Regions from separate parts of the Mus musculus genome. Here region 2 is linked to region 1. Evidence: chromatin contacts called from public Hi-C data. All regions are on one chromosome and are shown on one strand. Each heading gives the region's core, a stretch centred on a gene start, on an enhancer-like site or on the middle of the called end of the contact. The rest is flanking DNA. Distances are from core to core; before and after follow the strand shown. Region 1 has its middle 8.0 kb from the start of Gm42196. Region 2 overlaps Tnik (TRAF2 and NCK interacting kinase).

Evidence for each region. A called contact is a pair of places that touch in the nucleus more often than the background predicts.
Region 2: a Hi-C map of cerebellar granule neurons shows a contact between it and region 1, with 2.8 times the contacts expected there. The contact joins two enhancer-like sites. A contact is called at or near these places in 11 of 484 Hi-C or Micro-C datasets (CD4 T cells, the HL-1 cell line, the HPC-7 cell line and 7 more), 2 of 115 datasets of contacts at active chromatin or transcription factors (astrocytes and intestinal villus epithelium) and 1 of 9 other capture datasets (embryonic stem cells).

What each region holds. Positions count from the first base shown.
Region 1 is chr3:28,166,951-28,170,028 of GRCm38.p6, reverse strand. No RefSeq gene overlaps it. Among named protein-coding and RNA genes, the nearest start is that of Gm42196, 8.0 kb to the left of the region's middle. Within about 2 kb of position 1,673, at least 2 of the 459 cell types and tissues checked have an H3K27ac peak or open chromatin away from gene starts, as enhancers often do. A contact at or near this core is called in cerebellar granule neurons and cerebellum, where this site is marked.
Region 2 is chr3:28,344,288-28,347,293 of GRCm38.p6, reverse strand. The region is part of intron 1 of Tnik (TRAF2 and NCK interacting kinase); the gene reads right to left. Among named protein-coding and RNA genes, the nearest start is that of Mir466q, 74 kb to the left of the region's middle. Within about 2 kb of position 1,648, at least 6 of the 459 cell types and tissues checked have an H3K27ac peak or open chromatin away from gene starts, as enhancers often do. A contact at or near this core is called in cerebellar granule neurons and cerebellum, where this site is marked.

The sequences.
Region 1 (3,078 bases), core at 424-2,923:
TCATTTCTTTCTTTCTTCCCTTCCTTCCTCCCTTCTCTCCCTTCTTTCCCTTCTTCCTTCCTTCATCCTTCCTTCATCCCATTTCTGTGTTCACAGTATGTGTGATGTGTCAGAGGGAGCCATTTTTCCAGACTCCTGATTTCTTTCTCACAAGCCCTAAATCACTTTTGGGCCTTTTGTTCTTTAAGACAGGGCCTTATGTAGCCCAGATTAGCCTCAGACTCACTGTGTAGCCAAAATGACCTTGAACTCTGATCCTCCTTCAGAAGGCTAGGATTATAGGCATGGACCACATGGCCACCTTTAAAAGAAAAAAATTAGTTTCGATATATTTGTTATGTTGAAAGAAAACTTATGTAATACATTTTAAAATTTTTTAACAAAGGAAAGATTTGCGGAAATAGCTGTTTTTCTCATTTCTCTGTGCTGAAATATTTTGTGCGTTCTTTGAGTATATAGGACTAATGTCTTGTGACACATGTGTCCCTAGAATGACCCAAAACAACAACAAATGACAATCTGTTTATTCTGAGCCCTATACTCTAGAACAGAAGCCATACCTTTTTATACAGGGAAAACTGTAGCCCAGAAAAATGAAGTGGGCTACTCAAGGTCACAGAACTAAAAAGGCAAAGCATTAAGCCATAACGGAGTAGGAGTATTTCAGTCTGAGGAGAACGATTTATGCTTTACATAAAATCCTGGTACCTATAGGCAGCTTGGGGAGAGCTAATGTTGGAATAGCCTGTGGTGAGATTCAGACCTGGGACAAATAACTGAGGTGCATAGTTTACATACCAAAGTGAACTTGGCCGCCAGGTTCTCTGGGCATCCCTCAGGCCCTACCTGTTACAGGGCATACATACTCTGCTCTCTGCCCTGAACTTTCCAGCTGAGGAGCTGGCTTACCCTCCCTCCCCCAGGAGCAAACATAAGTCCTTGAGTATGGATTTTAAGTGTGTGCTCCCAACCCTGCCCCACCCTCTCCTTTTCAATATAATACAGACATTTCGGTATCTCTTCTTGTTCTTGTTCTTCTTGCTCTTCAGCACTAAAGGCCAGACCAAGTGGACATCAGAGTCCCTTCCTTCCTCCTTGCCATGGGCCTAAGTTTGGTTCTAAGCACCCATGTTGAATGGCTCACAACCACCTGTAACTCTAGCTCCCATATGCATGCACGCACATGGAACCCACACACATAGAAACAAAAACACATAGAAACGAAAATCTTCAAACAAAACAAAATCTACATTGAGCCCAGAACACTCATGGGAAACAGCAAAGCCCACTGCAGGTCAGTGTGGATCTAGTGACTTGGTGACATATCAAACTTTACATCAGGGTGCTCACCTTCAACACAGGAGCAACTCGAGGTTCTTGGGCACTAAATTAATCGCAGACCATGGTGAGTGGGAAAGACTGCAGATTTGGGCAGAGGGCAGGCTCAAGCCTCTGGACCTGCAAGCAAACATAAGTCCTTGAGTGTGGATTTTTAAGTGTGTACTCCCAACCCCGCCCCACCCTCTCCCTTCTTTCTGTGTTTCCATCTTTCTATCTTTCTATTTTAACACTAGGGCCCAGCTTCTTATACTGGGGGTTACAGCTTTACCCTCCCAGTGACAGATTGCTCAGCTACACGCTGAGACATAAACCTCCTTCCAGTCATCCCAGAATTAGGCCCATAGATTTCCAGTTATGGAAGGGAGGTGTTCCAACTCAGGCAGCAGATGTAAATTATAGGCCTGAATGGATTTTGCATGAATTTCTCCTAGGCTACTTCCATGCTGCTTAAATACCACTTTTTAAAAGCAACATGGCATTGTATTTTCAGAGGCGATTTGTTTCCACTGCAGAGAGGGCTCCAGGAGGCCAGAGCAGTCTTTCAAGCTCTTCCCCTTGCAGGGAAGAACATTGACCAGTGAGCAGTTCTCTAGAACCCACAGTGGGATTTCATGGTTCCCCAGCCCATGCTCTCACACAGCTTCACTCTTCCTTTTAAGACAAAACTTAGGATCCAAGCTCAGCTTCCATATGTCCTGGGAAAAACAGCTCCGCCACCTGCAAAGACAGGGAGTGACTGTGCAGGAGGTCAGGTGGCAGATAGTAGCAATTCGTGTCCTAGCTGCTCAGCCAGGCCCACGTGCCTTGTGCTACGGACTCTTGGCTCTCTTTCTTGATACAATTTTTTGAGAACTCATTGAGTAAAGAACAAAAAGGCAGGCCCTGTGCTCCCTCCTCACTTCTTCCTAGAGGGATAGAACTGCGGTCACATTGAAATCCTGAGCATAATTTTACCACCCTGGAGGTGGGCACTCTCTCATAAGTAAAGCTCACTGGCTGTGTTGAGGCTCCAGCTCAGCAGCAGTTGAGCTGGGGGTTCGCCTGCACACAGCCCTGGCTTTAGTGGCCAGTACAAAAGCTGAGTTCATGAGCCAGGACACTGCAACTTCATTTCTTTCCCAATGTGCCCACTGTTTTCTTACTCGGATCTATTGGTGAGACATTTCACATGGAGCTCGAGATGACTATCTCAGCCCTTCCCATACGCACTCAGGGACTGGGGTTATTGAAACTATTTGTAGAGACATTTGGAGCTGGTTGGGTGATTCAGTTGGTAGAATATCTGCCGAGTTTGCACGAATCATTGGGTTTCACCCCTAACACTCCATAAATGGGGTGTGGTAGCACATATTTATAATCCTAGTTCTTAGGAGGTGGAGGCAGGAGGATGAGAAGTTCAAGGACATCTCCAGCAATATAAGCAGGTTTGGGCCGGCCTGCGATTCTCTGATACATGAGATCTTGTTGTTAAAAAGTGGGCTTGAAGAATAGAAACATGGCTCAGTGATGGACAGCACTTGTGTGTGTGACACACACATGCACACACTTAAAAATAATCAAAAATAAATATCTAAAAAGAAATCCCAAATGTTCCCAGGAGACCTCCCCAAGGTCAGACGTACACCGGGCCTCCGGCCTTGAGCACACTGTCGCCAGCTTGCATTACTGCATCACTAGTGGCTCCAGTATATCCAAGTGAAGAGTTAGATGCGCTCTACACAACTTTGAGTGGACAAT
Region 2 (3,006 bases), core at 399-2,898, 180 kb before region 1:
TACAAACATGACAGGCAGTGGTAAATTCTAGTTGCTCAGCTTGAAAAAATGAACTTAATTTATGCACAGAGCACATACAACATTATTTTTTAGATATAATTAATATTATATCATTGAGATAACCGATTTGGTAGACCATACCAAATCTGCAAAATATCAATGCAGAGGGTTATATTTTTCCAAAATATATTTTTCTCTGTTCACAGGCCTTAGATTCATACCCATCATTTAGCTTAGTTCAATATGATCTCCATACAGGTGAGAGCAAAACATCTCCATATAAACTGATTTTGTTCACTGGCTTCCTTTGGGAAATGGGCTTATTCAGTTAAGCACACAAGACTAAGAGGAAAACAACCCAAGATAAACTTATAGCATATTTGAATATTTCTTTTGGTTTTGATTTTATAGATTTGTTTACTTGTTATTTTATATGCACGTGTATATACACAAATATATGTATATGTACCATTCAGGAGTTCAAGAATGCTAAAGGAAGATGGCAGAGTGTCTGGAACTGGAGTTACGGATGCATGAGACACCTGATGCCCTCAGAGCTTACCCACTGAGCCACCCCTCTGGCACAGGCCTGGTTATTTTAACCCTTTGACTGCTGTTGAGACTCACTAGCTAGTCCTTTCCATGCCCTTTGCCAGAAGATTGCCCTGCCACAGCTGTACACTGGTACACGGAATACAGGATATAAGCCAACACAAGATTTGTGTTCAGAGGCTGTTTCCAACATATCCAGAGCCAGGAATTGGCAGGCTGATTCCAGAAAGTGCATCAAAAAAAAAACATCACGAATGACTATTTGGCAAATTTTGGACAAGAATAGGTATCCTCGACTCTCCCGCAGGCCAATGAAGGCCACAAACACATGTTGCTTAAAAGATTGATTTTCACACAAAGGCCCTCATTTAAGTCTTTCCATCAGCAGAAATGTGATATAAATTCATGGAGAAATGCACCACAAGGCTCACAGAGATATGCAAACATTGGATTCCTCAAGACCTGTCAGGACAGTGCACCTTTCCTGTATTTCCAGCAACACAAGGTCCAAATGATGGGAACCAGACTCACAAAGACTTTGGCATGTTGCCTTTGCAGAGATGCTTAGATGAAGGAAAAAGATAGCAGCTGCAGCAGATGGACTTCAAGACAAGAACTGATTGCCTAAATAATTAAGTAAGAAATATTAGGAAAGCGTCCAAGGCTCTACTTTGTAAAGGAGAGCCTTAGCAGGACCATTTCCCCAAAGCTACTCATTTACCACCTGCCTATAACAAACCAATTATATGACTGTTTGCTTGAAAGTATTTTCAGCAGTGCTTCCCACACCATAAGTCACCATGCAGCTAGTGACTGGTAGAAGCTGCTAGAAGACACACACTTTATTCTGAATCTAGGAAGCTTATAGCCACTCTTGACTGTATGCCTTTTTACCCTGACACCTCCAGATAGCAGAAGGGGGCAAGAGATGAGGGTCCAAGATGGACAGACTGGACACAGTAATGAAGCCTTCTCTCTAGGGTCCTCAAGAAGGCAAATAGTAATTGCTTGGATTTTCTCCGATTCTCTCACATCCTGAGAGAGTTGGGATGGCCCAGGGCCATGGAGGAACAGCCAAAAGCATGTCAACAGATACCAGGGGGCAGGGCCTGTCATCTGGCATACAAAGACACAAGCCAATCCCAGTCCATCACTTCATGTCACTATTAATGGTACATATGGCTAGTTATCAATTCAGACAGACTGTTGACTGACTGCAGAGCCTCATTTGTATATGATCCCCCAACCCAAGGTTTTTGTGCCTATGGCTAAGCTAGAGGGTGGTTTGTTGGTCTTGAAAGACAGATAATGTTTGGATCAGAGACCTTTGTACTATCCGATGAGGCTCTAGAGGCAAAGTTATACAAATCAAAAGCTATAGCTGCATGACCTTGTGTCTAGGTAAGTTTCTATGAACATTGGATTTCCATTTCCAGGTTTGGGGAGCAGGAGAAGTTGCTCAGTAAAATGTTTGCTATACAAATGCAAGAACTTGAATTCAAAGCTGAAGCAACCACATTTAAAAACAAAACAAAACAAAGCAAACTGAATCCCACATCCTGTAATCCCAGCCCAAGGAGACAGGAACAGGAGGATCCTTAGGACTTGCTGGCCCCTCATTTGCTTTTTGTCAAGAACTCCCACCCAGGCCATGGTGACACCCATATTTAAGGTGGGTCTTCCCAATCTAGAAGCTCCCTCACAGATGTGTGCAGATGTTTGTCTCCTAGGTGTTCCCAGATCCTGTCAGGTTAACTCTATGTGCCACCACAGGCAGGTCAGCAGATTTGCTGTAGGACGTTCTAAAGGACTTCTCAGATGAACCAGAGTCATCCCAAGAACAGACTTCCTCCTCCCTTCCTCCTGAAATGCAGATGTTTTACCTGGAACCCTACAGCTGCCTCTGATCCTGTGGTGAATTGAGCATGAAAGCCAAATGCCAGACTCATAGAATGGTAACATGATCTTAAGAGTCCAGTGACCATGGTACCCCTGCGCCATCATGGCCTGCCTGTGTCTGAACTTCATTATAAGAGAGAGAGAAAATATCTCCCTCAATCCACTGAGATTCTGGCTTTTCTATAGGGTACAGATAGATTCTAATTGATTTGCTTTGAAGTTTGTTGTTCCGATTTTAAATATATTTATATGTAACTAGCCATGGTTATTTACACTCTTCTTACACACCAGCCTTTGGTCTTTTAATAGAAACAGCAGCCATTATAATTGTCCAAACATCTCACATCCCCTTCTTCTCTGTATTGGAAAATGGCATTTTCATGGGGTTTTAAAAATATTTTATTTTAAAATTATGTATATGTATGTACTTGTGTGAGGGTCTGTGCATAGTAAAGGTGACCTCAGCAGCCATATTCATTAGGTTCCCTGGAGCCAGAGTTTCAGACAGTGAATCAGTCACCAGAGATGGGTTCTAGGCATTAAACTCTGGTTCTC